3 separate regions of the Mus musculus genome follow, and regions 1 and 3 are each linked to region 2. The links are chromatin contacts, called in public Hi-C and Micro-C maps. All regions are on one chromosome and are shown on one strand. The core of a region is the stretch at or near the end of the contact, and the rest is flanking DNA. Distances in the headings are between cores, read along the strand shown.

What was found. A called contact is a pair of places that touch in the nucleus more often than the background predicts.
Region 1: a contact with region 2 is called in a Micro-C map of macrophages, with 2.7 times the contacts expected there. The contact joins two enhancer-like sites. A contact is called at or near these places in 3 of 484 Hi-C or Micro-C datasets (bone marrow-derived dendritic cells, macrophages and trophoblast stem cells) and 3 of 115 datasets of contacts at active chromatin or transcription factors (bone marrow-derived dendritic cells, embryonic stem cells and stem cell-derived neural progenitor cells).
Region 3: a Hi-C map of liver shows a contact between it and region 2, with 2.2 times the contacts expected there. The contact joins two enhancer-like sites. A contact is called at or near these places in 3 of 484 Hi-C or Micro-C datasets (CD4 T cells, granulocyte-monocyte progenitors and liver) and 2 of 115 datasets of contacts at active chromatin or transcription factors (bone marrow-derived macrophages and stem cell-derived neural progenitor cells).

Annotation. Positions count from the first base shown.
Region 1 is chr13:112,128,659-112,132,894 of GRCm38.p6, reverse strand. No RefSeq gene overlaps it. Among named protein-coding and RNA genes, the nearest start is that of Gm41062, 30 kb to the right of the region's middle. Within about 2 kb of position 1,469, at least 37 of the 459 cell types and tissues checked have an H3K27ac peak or open chromatin away from gene starts, as enhancers often do. A contact at or near this core is called in macrophages, where this site is marked.
Region 2 is chr13:111,933,635-111,938,288 of GRCm38.p6, reverse strand. No RefSeq gene overlaps it. Among named protein-coding and RNA genes, the nearest start is that of Gm15322, 59 kb to the left of the region's middle. Within about 2 kb of position 2,163, at least 164 of the 459 cell types and tissues checked have an H3K27ac peak or open chromatin away from gene starts, as enhancers often do. A contact at or near this core is called in bone marrow-derived macrophages, liver and macrophages, where this site is marked.
Region 3 is chr13:112,112,391-112,117,228 of GRCm38.p6, reverse strand. No RefSeq gene overlaps it. Among named protein-coding and RNA genes, the nearest start is that of Gm41062, 14 kb to the right of the region's middle. Within about 2 kb of position 2,173, at least 36 of the 459 cell types and tissues checked have an H3K27ac peak or open chromatin away from gene starts, as enhancers often do. A contact at or near this core is called in bone marrow-derived macrophages and liver, where this site is marked.

The DNA.
Region 1 (4,236 bases), core at 220-2,719, 200 kb before region 2:
TGGAGATACAGAATGTGGAGTCCAATACGGAGCCTTGGCGGTTGCCAGGGTCACAGGGATGATGCAATTAAGCACAATGAGGAAAGGAGATGTCGTCGTCACTGCAGGATCCTCTGGACCCCAAACAGTTTGTTGAATAGCAGGAGTGCAGTGACTATTTATTGAAAAAGAGAGAGTTGAACAATTTTCCTTTTTTTGAAACTCTCTTCAAAAAGCCCAGTATCACACAGATGAAAGCAGAGAAACTCTGGCTGAGGTTTCCAAGTGTAGGTGTGACCCACCTGCAGCTTGAAGCCCACTCAGGGAATCCATACTCCTGGGGCCTGATATCCAGGGACACCCAGGACATGAGCCAGAGCTTCTGATACTCAGTGCTGGAGTTCGTTCCTTTGTCACCAGGTAAGACGGTGTGGCCTGGGACTAAGGCTGCTCAGAAGCGAGAATACATTTCTAGGAAGAAGACAGCTGCTTGGTGATTATACGGTTTTGTAATTAAAGTTACCCCAGGACACCTTAATGCATGTGCGGTGAGCTAAATGACGGCTTTCCGCTTCATAAATTGAGAATTTAGCAGGTGCAATGTTAGCTGCCACATCCTGTGGAGTACTGTTAAACAGAGAGACCGCTTAGCCATTGGTTTTAAAAAATATAATACTAAGATGGCTTTATTGCTAATTTAAGAATTATGTATTTGGTGGTAGAGTGGATTTTAACATTCTTCTGACACCTTTCAACCTTCCTGCCCATTTTCCAAGAACCTTCTACACCTCTTACATAACCATGATAAAAAGCATATGCCTATTAGTAGACCATTTGCCATGCATGCAGGGAGCCTTCGGTTCACTCCCTAGCACTAAATACATAACCCATTCCTGGTGGCCTGCACCAGCACTCCAGAGAAATGCGGAATAAGTTCAAGGACGTTCACGTCTATCTAATGAGCGCAGAATCATTAGGATGGGCATCATGGAGACACTTAAGACTGGGTCTCCAGAAAGGAGAGCAGGTGGATGTTGGAGATCCACTTCCATGGTGGAGTGCTTGTCTAAGAAGCACAGGGTCCTAAGTTTGGACTTCAGTGTGTGGAAGCAAGCAGGGTGTGGTGACAAATAGCTGTATTTTCAGTACTTGGGATACCAACGAGGACTGCCATTTTGAGGCTAACCTGTGCTATAGAGAAACACCCTTTCACAAAGAGAGAAATAGGAGTTTCAGAAAACTCTCAGCCACGGGTTGTTTTGGGGAAAAGAAACCTGTGCCAGAAAGTGTGGCAGCGTCTGGGGAGGAGGTGAGCACATCGGGGACGCCCATGCAATTATCCCTCTGGAGGTGTGCTCCCTGTTCTTTCAGGAGCATATTAATCATTTTTACGCTATCCTGACTCCTAATCACAGGCGTAGCCAGTGTTGTCAAAACACTTCCTGCCCGCATCTGTGTTCTGTGACTGGCCTGGCTTCCAGGGAGTGTTTGTGAGAGAATGGAGAACAAGTGATTGACAGTCAATGTTGACATTTTGGGGCTGTTTGAAAATGGGAACAATCTGGCTCTGATGTTCTAATTCCTCCTTTTATGGGCAAAAGTCAGCGCCTCCGCATGAATGAGCATCAGCGTACGCTCTGAAACGCACCCCAGACACACCGTGTCCTTCCAGCACGCCCACTCCGTGACAGGAGACAGACAAGGACCTTTTTCCATCTCTATTTCTAAGTCTCCATGTCTAGTGAAACTGAGTCAAAGAGAAGACTTAAAGAGAAAAACAAATCCTGGTGGAACGTTCCTTTCCTTTTATTTCAACCACAGTCCTCACAACTCATTGTAGTGTTTTTAATTGCGTAAGTAATAGATTCTCATTGGTAATTGAAACAGTACAGGTAGGAAAAACTCTGCCTATTGCCCAATCCTACACTGTCCCTTTCTGAGTAACCTTATTGTGCATTGACTGTGCATCATTCCAGAATGTATATACTGTCCTTAACTATATACATTCATAGGTAAGTATGTGTATGTGTGACTTGTGTATGAGTGTGGAAAGTATAGGTGTTTATATGCATTTATGTTTCCACATGCAGGAAGGCATGCATTTGTTGGTAAAGTGTGCTGCAACTAGCTTATCTATTTTACCATGTGTGCAGAACATGTTTTCACATCAAGAAATGTTGACTGCGCTTATTTGTTTTAGAGGAATCACAGTTTTTCATAGACCAGAGGCGTTTATTTTCTAGACATAAAACTTTGGGTTATTTTTATTTTTTTCACTGTCACAAGTCATGCCATTATAAATCTCCTTGTCCAAGTCCTTTTTAGATCCCTAGGCTCCCCGTGGGTGTGCCCAACCTGCAGCCTACGGGCCACACGCACCTCAGGATAGACAGGAATCCAGGCTAACACAAAGCCACAAGCTCACTTAAAACAGGAAGAGATGCCTCTTGTGATTTCTTTTTGTAACTGTGTTCTAGCCTGAACTTCGCAGATGACAAATGTCTGTTGCAATGTTGAAAAGTTGGGCAACCCTACAAGGTTACACTTGCTCTTCTGAAAAACAGTAAAGACTATTAACCAACTTCTCTTGTGCTGCCAGACTGGAATACTTCTGACTGACAGAATACAGACATTCTGGATGTCAGGGAATCTAAGACCTGGATGCTGGTGGAGTCAGTTCCTGGTGAGGGATTCCTCCTCAATTGCAGAGGGCTGCTCCCTCTTGCTGTGTCCTTTAAATCATAGGAGAGAGAGAAAGACAGAGACAGAGAGAGAGACAGAGAGAGACAGAGAGAAAGAGAGATAGAGAGACAGACAGAGAGAGACAGAGAGAGAGACACACACACAGAGAGAGAGAGAGAGAGAGAGAGAGAGAGAGAGAGAGAACTTCTTTGCTTTCTCTTCTTATAAAGGCACCAATTACACCATGAAAGCCCCACCCTTGCGATGTCATCTATGCTAAGTAACATGCTAAGGACCATAGATCCGCATCACACGTATGAAGAGTAGGGAGCCTGAAACTCTCAGTTCATAACATTCCAACTCTGGCATCTACCCACCTCATTCATGTCCTTCCTGCATGGGAGCATGCCCCTTCCTCCCATTGATTCAAAAGTCTTAACTCATTCCAAGCACTCAGTCTACAGCCAGCTGCACCTAAATGTTATCTTCGTTGGATGTGACTGAGATTCAAGGTGTCGTTAACTCAAAGCAGAGATCTCCAGCTGCGAGGTAATGAAGCCAGGTGTTATATGCTTTCAAAACACAATTATTACGAAGGCCTAAGGTCAGCAATCTCATTTTCAAAGTGGAGAAATTAGAAGGAAGAAATCTGACATAAGTCTAGAGTAAGTTCACACCCTAGCAAGGGTAACTGCGTTGGATCTAAGGCTCGAATATCCTGAATTAACTGAGTTAGACCCGACCGTCCTCACTGGTCTGATGCTCTGCCTTCCGCACTCAGGAGCACAGCGGACCCTGCCTCCTTCCCATTCATTCCCGCACAGGTTCTGGGTGGCTGCTTTCTGGCTCACACAAACCAAGGTCCCCTCTAACAGGAAAGGCAACATGGCAGTGCCCGAAGGCTCTGAATCATTCTTAACTAAGAGAGCACCATTGCTTCTGAGCAGCCAGTCCTGGAGTATCTGAGAAGTGTGGCGAGCTTCGCTCTGCTTGTCCCTTTGGTATTCCCTCAGTGTGGACTATTTCTGCAAAAGTGGCTGCTTAGTCCTCGAGTTCAACCGCAGACAAATCTTTGTACTGAAACCATAGCTGGCCACATCACAAGTGTTCTCTTCCGAGTAAATTCTCCCCCCTTCCCTCCTTCCCTCCCTCCCTCCTCCTCTCCCTCCCTCCCTTCAACCTTCCCTCCCTCAACCTCTCTTCTGCTGCTGAGAAAAAAAATTCCATCTCTTCTATGAGATGACATATCCCATCACCTCCTGACCTACATCCAAATCTAATCACCTCCTAAAGATTCCTCCTCCAAATAGCAGCGAATTAGGTTTCTGGCCTCAATACAGGAAAAGGAAGGGGAAGGGTAAAAACATTTGCTATTCTATCTTCTATCTAACCCTAACCGATCTAATCTATTTATCTGTTTTTCCATCTGCCGGCCCATCCATCCATCCATACCTATCTTGTTCAAAATCCTAAGCTGACTTGAGTTCACATATTGTTGGCTTGGGCTGTGTTGGGTTGGGTTGGGCTGCCACCAGGGAGAGAAGCTAGAGAAACAAATGAGCAAAAGTGGGAAGA
Region 2 (4,654 bases), core at 914-3,413:
GAACTTCTTCTGATCATCCTGTTTCTATCTTGCATGTATTGGGATTATGGTTGTGTGCCACCATGGCTGCTCTATGCAGTCTGTGCTGGAGATAGATCCTGTGGCCTCGAGCATGCCAGGAAAGTGTGTTAGTTAGGGTTTCTGTTGCTTTGATGGAATACCATGACCAAAAGCAACTTGGGGATAAAAGGGTTTATTCAACTCGTGCTTCTATATCATTGTCCATCATTGAAGGAACTCGGGACAGTTGTGAGGACCTTTTCCTTGCCGTCTCTCCCTTGTGAGGGCCTCTGGGATAGCAGATGATGATGCCCCGTCTCTCTCTGCATCCCCAGTGTCCCAGCTCAGAAGACAAATTCTAAATATTTGCTTAGCAGTAGGACACAGGACAACACTTTGCAAGTTCAATCCGTTACTGGGAAAATATAGTGAGAACTGTGTGTGTGTGTGTGTGTGTGTGTGTGTGTGTGTGTGTGTGTGTGTGTGTGTAATTCGGTCTCCAGAACCAGAACCAGCTGGCAAGCAGCAGCAGGAAGATCTGTTCTAGTCTCACTTGCTACGTTAGACAATTGATGGCTGTGTCCACCACGGCCACACTTGCAGGCAAGGTGTTCAGGTTTAGCCAGAATAAGTCATATTTCCTAATCCTAGGTACCTACCAGCCCATCTAAATGATTCTGACTAGCTATCAGTAGGCAGAACAGAGCACAATCCACGCCCTGCCCCAGGAAGGGGCTCAGAAGCTCCTGCACTCACACAGTGCTAGTATTTCTCCCAATCATCTCAAAGCCTGGAACAGAGGATCTTTATACCAACACACAGAAGAAAGGCTGAGTGGGAAAAATCACTGACCCTCAACCCAGTGACCTGCGTGAGGATGGCTTTCATCAGAAGCGAGATGCAGAAGTAGTAAGATGAAGGAGTTGGACTTTCTGATCAAAGCCAGAAACGTCCGTCCAAGGTAAAGGCATACGTGAAACCTTTACAGAAGAGACAGCATCGACGAGAATGCTTGGTTCTTTACAATGCATTCACTGTGGGAAACTAGCCAGGCCCAGCAAGCTGACCAGGGTCCCTTCACCCCTGTGCCCAGGACAGTTTGGCCAAAGGACATCTAGGGTGAAGGCCTCAGTCAGTGCTAATCTCCATATCCCGGAATAGCCCAGAGAACTCGTCCAACCTGCAAGTCTGCCTTTAAAAAAAAAAAAAAAAAAAAAAAAAGCCTTTGGAATTCTTTGTCCAGCTCTGCTTGGTATACACGGGAATGATTCTTCTGGGACTTCTCTGGTGACCTAGTCTTTGCTATAATGACATCTCTCAACAGATCCACCAGCCCTCAGATTCTCTCCCAGACACTAATAATAGGTCCAATTAGAAGTAAAGATTCCAAACAGATGAGGCACGAATTGATATACACGGCCGGCCTGGCTGCCACAGATCCATTTCTTCCCCTGCAGAAAAGACACCAAACTGGCCTTGAGGAGGGAACCTCCTTTTTTGAACAGTTACCATGGCAACTGGAACCCTTTTCTCCCCAGGGCACCTGCCCACAGGCTCCCACCAGCCAGCTGGTAGGGAGGGTGGATCAGCCACCTCTGTCCCAAGTCACTGTGCTCATTTGACCAACAAAGGTGCCAACAGTGCCAGTTGGCCTCATGATATGGATACCTGCCCACGAGGCATTGGCCCAAACATTGGGGACTTTCACAGAGGCCAGCCAACAGCTGGCAGGCAGGAACTACCAGGTCATTGTCATCTGGGGCTGAATTGGAACATGCATACAAGACACAAAGGCTGTGTCTGTAACCACAGCATCTCTCCCTCCCTAGGGATTTGTTTGCAGCTCCAGATCCCCCTGCTCTGGGAGGAGCACGCATGTGGCTGAAGGTGCCTTTTAGAGGCCACGCCCACCTACCTTTTTTTAGCAGTGCCCTGCCTTCTGCACGCTGCCGTAGAAAAGCTTTCCCTGCCCCATGTCTGGTTTTATTGCAAATGAGAAGGTTCGCCATAAGTCACCCCAGGCCAGTGGGTTCAGAGGTGGAGTTGGTAACCAGAAGCCATGCAGACTTCCTCTCCTGGCCCCACACCAAGGCCTCCAAGGTTCTCTTGTCACATGAGGTTAGTGTAGTTTCACATCCTCTAAGCAAAGCTCTGTCGAAACTCTCTAGTCTCACATGGCATCGGCTCAAAACAACCACCTCGCTCAGCTGCCTGGCTCACTGTTCCAAGAGTGGGTCAGGAGATCTGGGTTCCAGTTTCAGCTCAACCTGCATGACCTTGACAAGAACCAGTCCTCAGTTTTGCATCAGAAAATTAAGAGGCCCGAGTTTCTATACTTAGGATCCACTTCCTCTCCTCTCCCCATTACCCTCACCACTTCAGTTTAAAAAAAAAAATAGATAGGCAGGTAGGCAGGCAGGAGGCAGGCAGACTGACTGACTGACTGACTGACTGACTGACTGATTGATTTTTGGATTTTGGAGACAGGGTTCTGTATTGCCCTGACTGTCCTGGAACTCACTCTGTAGACCAGGCTGACTTTGAACTCAGAGATCCACCTGCCTCTGCCCCCTGAGTGCTGGGTTTAAAGGCGCGCCACCATTACCCAGCATTCCTGATGCTAACCCAAGAATCGCCAAAGACTAAGGGATATTTTTTCAACTTTTCAAAATCAGACATCTCAAAAATACTAAGCCAAGTGAAGGGAACTTTTTCTACAGGAGAGTGCATGTTTTATGATTATAACATGAAATGCCTAGACAGGCAAAATTAACCAATGGTAAGACACAAACATGCTTACCCACTCTCACAGGAATAGCTGTAGATTGCCTCTGAGAGTGTGGTAGGAGCAGGAATTACTTAGGAAAAGGCATAGTTGACAGTATACATTGTACCTGGGTGTGTTTGTGTCACACAATCTATGTCAAAACTCATAGACTACTATTCTTCAGATGGATTGAACGGTGCAATGGAGTCAGAAGAGTAGACTGTAGAATTGGTGAGCACTGGGTGCTCTTGACAAAACACTGAGGAAACATACGCAATAATAAGTTCCTGATCCATCCATACCACCCTTTCTCCACCCCATCTCTTTCTCGACTATTGGCCTCTTTCTTATTGAATGAGACAGGGGATATATCTGATATCCTATGATGATTAATCACTCTATGCCCAGCCCTCAAGGGTAAAAACAAGTTCTCTGCAGCCAGAACTCGCCCTTGAGCCTCTCTGCCTCTGCTCTCTGGTTGCCAACATTTTTGATATAATTTATTTCTTTCTTTCTTTCTTTCTTTCTTTCTTTCTTTCTTTTTTTTTTTTTTTTTTTCGAGACAGGGTTTTGATATAATTTCAATTGACACAACCCAGTAAAGACATTTTAAATTTAATTCCAAATGTAATCAGAGTGTATATTTTTATAACCACTCTAAGAGTTAGTATATCGACTACCCAAGGACAGATTACAAGCATATATTTTCCTATACTTGCTTCTCAATTAGCCCAATAGATATATCCCTAAATTATTGATTTGTTTTGTGTGTGTGATCACTTCTTCTTAAGATCTCAAACACATTCTTGGTTCTCTCCCAATTTGCTTATCTTTCTTTAAAACCTAAGCATGAAAATGCATGCATGCTTCATTGGTAAACACAATGTGCTTTGGAAAAAGATTCACACTGGGTCTGCACATGTGCAGCTAACGTTAGTAAGCTCTATGTCGTTGTGGGGGTCCTTCTGCCCCAATTTCAGCCATTCTTTCCAGAGAAATTCCCACCTCTTTTGTTTTGACGTGATTGTCTGTGTGCGTGCGTGCGTGCGTGCGTGTGTGTGTGTGTGTTTGGAGGGGTTTTTAGGCCCATTTTAAAGGCTATGACTTTGAGGTGAAAAGTGCTAGTTCTACAAGCATGCAGGCCTAAGTATGATCATCAGAGCTTACAGAAAAGTGAAAAAATCACTGAGGGTGGTGATGTGCACTTGGCACTCCCAGTACTTCAAAGGCTGAGAGACAGATCCTTGGGGTCTACTGTCCATCCAGCCTGGCCTAATTGTCAAGCCCCAGGTCCCAGTGAGAGACTGTATCTCAAAAACTAGACTGGATGGGTCCTGAGGAATCACACACACACACACACACACACACACACACACACACACACACACACACACCAGAAAGGCGTGTAGGTTTAATAAACATTTGATAAACATCTTTCCAGAAAGCTGCTCCCACTTCAGCCCAGTGCCCATGCACATTTGTTAAATATTAACATATAAGTCCCTTTCGTGAAGGCTTTTATCAGGACATCTCAAACCCAGTCCTTCTATTTTCTCTAGTTCTGCACCTGTACGACCACCCAAGGCACACAGCTAAGAGACAGGCACGAGCAGCCCTTTTGAGTAACCAGCTAATCAAAGGGCTATACTAGCAGCCTGAATCTTCACCTAGAAATCACAGCAGCGACCACAGGGATAGAAGAAGAAGCCATTCAGCTTTTATAAATGCTGCTGTTTCCCAATCAAACTAAACCAGAACCGAGGCTGAAGATGGATTTCAGCGTTTTCACGTCACCAGTTTCTCAATAGACCATTTCCTGTCCTCCTGCAGAGCTGAGTTCTCAAGAGTGAGCTCTGCTCCCCCACACAGTTTCAAGGCATTGCTGAC
Region 3 (4,838 bases), core at 924-3,423, 180 kb before region 2:
TTTGAGGATGTCAAAGCATCACACTGTATAGGAATAAAAAAGCAGATAGCGCTTCCATTTTGTCAAATAACTCACAATACAGAACAGACATCTTCTTCATGCTGAAAATTACCAATCTCTTGTCTAAATGTTGATTCACTTCTAGTGTTTTAACCTTCATTGCCCTGGATTACATTAAGGGCTCCGTTAATGTGGTGATGGAGAGCAGAGTGTCTGGGCCATCTCTTGCCATTATTTTCCGCATCTATGAGTATGGTTCATTCACCTTCACTGGGTTCCTCTGCAAGCTCGGGGAAGGCTGAGAATGAACCAAGGTCAACATGCCGCGTTTGTAAGCTCCAGTGGCGTTTGATTGGAATGTCACTTCCTGCGTTCTCATTTCTATTCTTCACTTTAAATTTGATGGCCAGTTCCCTCCACTGATGATTCGCAGTGTGGAATGTCCCCTGAGTTATCACTAGGAGACAAGGAGGCTCAAAACGACCTACTTTGCAGTCCAGTTGTGAATTCCCATTGACAGACACAAGGTGACCTGCCATCCAGAGACTTTGCAAGAAGCCATGTGTTTGGTCACCAACACACGTACGAAGTGATTTATGTACTGAAGAGCTAACAGTCTCGAGTTCATGTTTCTTACAAGTAACTCAGTTCCAAGCCCACACTGATTGACATTCAAACTGTGTTGCTTCTGTTTAATAACTCAACTGTCATGACTGAAATTGGTGCATGCTGAAAGCCAGCCAAGGAAAGGCTTTCTGCTTCTTGGCACATAATCCTGTGTGACTACAGCAGAGAAACGATAGCACACGTTACAGAAGGTAACAGTGGAGGGCACATTTAAAGAAGGCAGTACAGATTTATTTTGCCAAGTTGGTTTTTTTCTTCCCCTTTTGTGAAATTGCAGGGTGTGGCCACGGAACACTATTGTTAATTGCTCATTGCAAATCCAACCCACACATCTCTCCTCGCCCAATGGCTCTTCTCGCTTAAGATAACTCCACCCAGTTCACAAAGCAGTAGGGAAGATATTTCCTGTCTTCGTGAAAAACACTTCCATCCTCTTGCTGCTTGGGGAGGAAGTGGAAAGAGAATACTGATCCTACACAACAGGATACAGAGCTCTGTGCTTGGGTCTCACCGCTTAGCTCTGATTTTACGAGCAGTTAGAACCTCTGAGCGTTATTCCACACAGGGAGCCAGAGCAAGTCTAAAGGAAGTCGAACAGAGTAGTAAGTCTCACACACATCAGAGATTCTTTCTATAACATCCCATATCTCTGTGGCTTGGCTTTCTTGGGTCTCTGTACATAGTGTGTGTGTGCGCATGAGCACAGGACAGTTATGAGGGGAGCAGGCATGTGTGACCCATCTCTGTGCATGCTCTTGTGGAGGTGGAAAAAGGCACTGAAAAGGACCAGTGCATGGCAGAGGAAGGGTTGGGGTAGGCAGGACCATCCAGAGAGCACACTAACGTCTTCATGGTCAAAGAAGAGTTCAGCAAGGGTCACAGTGTCTTAGCTCAGACTTACCGGAAACAGATACTAAATATACATCATGTAGGGATGGGGGTCCCAGAATATCAGGAAAGTCAGAGAAACGAACCTGGAAAATGAGGATTCCTAAGGGGTGATATTTGAACATGTGTCTGAGTGTCCCACCCAAGAGACAAGACAGGTAAGGAAGGCATTTGTATGTCAAATCTTGCTCTAGTTGCGGGTTGTCTTGTTGTCTATTAACTTGTGACCAGCCCTGCATGCAAGGTGTTCGTTCCTCTAGGAGGGCCAGACCAGCACAAAAGCAGATTTCTTCCCATAGAAAGCCATCGGGAATCTACAGAACTGTGGGATAGTAAGGGATGTGGCTGGGCCTAGCCTCTTTTATTGTGTCCCAATGTTGGTCTAGTCACTGTTTGAGTACTTCATCTGTAACTTTTTAAGGATGACCGGGTAGCTGTAGAAGAACTTCATTTCTCATTTAACTGAAGAGTATTGGTTGGAACCAGGCACCGTGGGCTCAACAGTAGAAAGTACTGACAAACACTCTTACTGAAGACACTGTTCTTTAGACTCTGATCTCAGTGGTGTAATCCACATGTGAATGAACACACTGGATCACACTGGAGTGCCTGTTAGAGCTCCTGACACCAAACCCAGCCGAGGGTGTAAGTGCACAGCCAATGCTGCTGCTGTCTGAGACTGCAGCCTGGCGGTGCTGAGTCAGTATCTCTGGACCCCAGCCTACCTTGGCCATGGCAAGCTTCCTCCTCCCTGGCTTTGACAAAAAGAGGGCTCAACCTCCTCTAGCATTTGTTCTCTGTGTGAAGGGAGCTCCTACAAGAAGCAACAGGACTGAACCCTCCCTGGCCCCTCAGCATGTCCCTGCTTGATTTGCAGTCTGCCTCATCCGACCAGTCGTGAGGTCTCAGTGCCCAGAGCGATCAGCAAAGCGTCCCACTCCCTGTTTGTGCTGGCTTGTGTCCCCGAGACTCACTGGAGGTGTCGGCTAAAGCTGTTTACTGGCTCCATCTGAAAACACCTCGAGGTGTTCTTAAAACTCTCTTTCCAGCTGCAATAGGGACAGGCATGGCAATGAGGCAAGAAACCAGAGGACATAACTAAACAAAATGGCCACAGGGCAGTTTAGAGGAACTTTTGAATAAGTAGCCTGTTAGTTAAGCCCAATATTGTTTTTGCATTAATGCATGCACACAGGATTCATAAATAAATAAATAAATAAATAAATAAATAAATAAATCTTCCTGTCATTTGTAGATCTCCCTCCCCTGCACAGAAGTTAGGCTAAGTCCAGCCTGAAGGAGCAAAGCAAGACAGAGTAGGATTAAATATCACTTTAATATGCTTGAAAAATAATAGCACAAAAATAGCTAATGCCACCATACAGCTTCCTTGCTGACTCTGTGTGTGTGTGTGTGTGTGTGTGTGTGTGTGTGTGTGTGTGTGTCTGGACCATATGATGCTAAGATGTTGGTAGAACTACATTACATAAAGAAAAGGCCTCAGTCAGCTCCTATAGACTCAGCAGCTTCCAAAGGGAAATGAAAACTATTGAGGCCACATGTCCACACTTAAAGATACACCCTCAAAGAAGAGCTCACAGGATCCGCAGCCTGTTCCTGTCTTCACCTCTCCACACTTCCCCTGGGTTAGAATTCTTGCTTTGTTCTGATGCACCACAGCTCTGTTCTAGAAGGAAACTCCTAAGGCTTCCAAGCTCTTGATCCCCGACACTTGTCTCCCAGAGTCATGCGTCCAGCCCCCTGCCTTACCCAGGCCTGACCCACAGGACCTGGCCGCCTGCATTGGCTCAGATACATATGGGGATTCGTCAGAAGGGAAAGTGAAGGAGTCAGGAGAGGAGTGGGTGAGCAGTTGTACAAATGGGGAGCTCAAAGAACAGGGACAGAAAATCCCAGCTCTGCCTCCCTTCCCTTCCCTTCTGTAGCCCAAGAATAACATCCAGGTATCGGCATCACTGCCTCCCACGGGCAACATGATCTCCTTTGTCTTGTATTGAACTTTTGAACAGGACAAAACCCAAATTCTGTTTTCTCCCTTCACTTGAGTCAGATGGATTTAAGAGTTGCTTCTAAAAGTCACCAGAAGGTTAGCCTGTGAACCAAGACCAAAGACTCTCACTGGGTTCTCCTCTCTGGGGTGTCTCTACAGCAGAGGAACTTTGACAGACCTAAGACAGAAACACTCCTTAGAGATGAAACAGGCACAGAGTCCCTTGTCAGAGTGATGTACAGAAAGACAGAACTGACCAGGCAGGAAGTCCTCCTACCTGGAGAGTTTGCGTCCTAGTTGGGCAAGGAAAAAGGCAGCTGTATGCCCAGTCATTGATATCCATTTATGGCATGAGTGGTGTCTATTCTCTTATATTTTGGGTTGCAAGCCTAGCCTTTAACGGCTGAGCCATTTCTCCAACCCAGTGGTGTCTATTCTCAACCTTCACTCCAATAGCATTTCTGTGTGTGTGTGTATGTGTGTGTGTGTGTGTGTGTGTGTGTGTGTGTGTACATGCATGCATGCATATGTGCAAGGGTTTCCTATGTATATGAGCTGGGTCAAAATCAGGTGTCCTCAAGTCACCTGGCCAGGTTCTTTTTAGACCCAGCATGTCTCACTGACCTGGAGCTCATCGGCTGGGCAGCGAGCCCCAAGGATCTTTCTGTTCCTGCTTTCTCGGGCTCAGAATTACAGTTGCCACCATGACCAGATTTTTAGGTGAGTGCTGGGATCTGAACTTAAGTCCTCTGTACTGCAAGTACATTGCCAAGACCGCCCCACCCACTTGTATTTACTTAAAGTAACTGTTTTAAGAAACAATTTATACCCATGGGTGTTCTACCTGCATTAATGTCTGTATACCACATGTGTGCCTGATGCCCTTGGAAGACAGAAGAGGACATCGGATCCTCAGGAACTGGTAGTTATGGATGGTTGTGAGCTGCCATGTAGGTTCTAGGAACCAAACCAGGTCCTTTGAAAGAGCAGCCAGTGCTCTTAGCCACTAAGCCATCTCTCCAGTTCCCCAGTAACACTTCCTAAAATAGCATTTAGTTGTTGAGTCAGTAGTTATTACAAACCCCTCCAAAAGGACTTCAGAGCATAAAGTAGTATGCCCAGTGTATGTCTTTAAAATGCAATGCATGGGAATAATAGAGCCTTGAAAAGACATAGGAAAAAGAGAAGGAAGAGGATGAAAGGGGGAGGAGGAGGGAGAGGAGGAGGGGGAGGAGGAGGAGAAGGAGAGGAAGAAGAAGAAGAGGAGGAGGAGGAGAGGAAGAGGAGGAGGGGGGAGGAGGGGAAGGAGGAG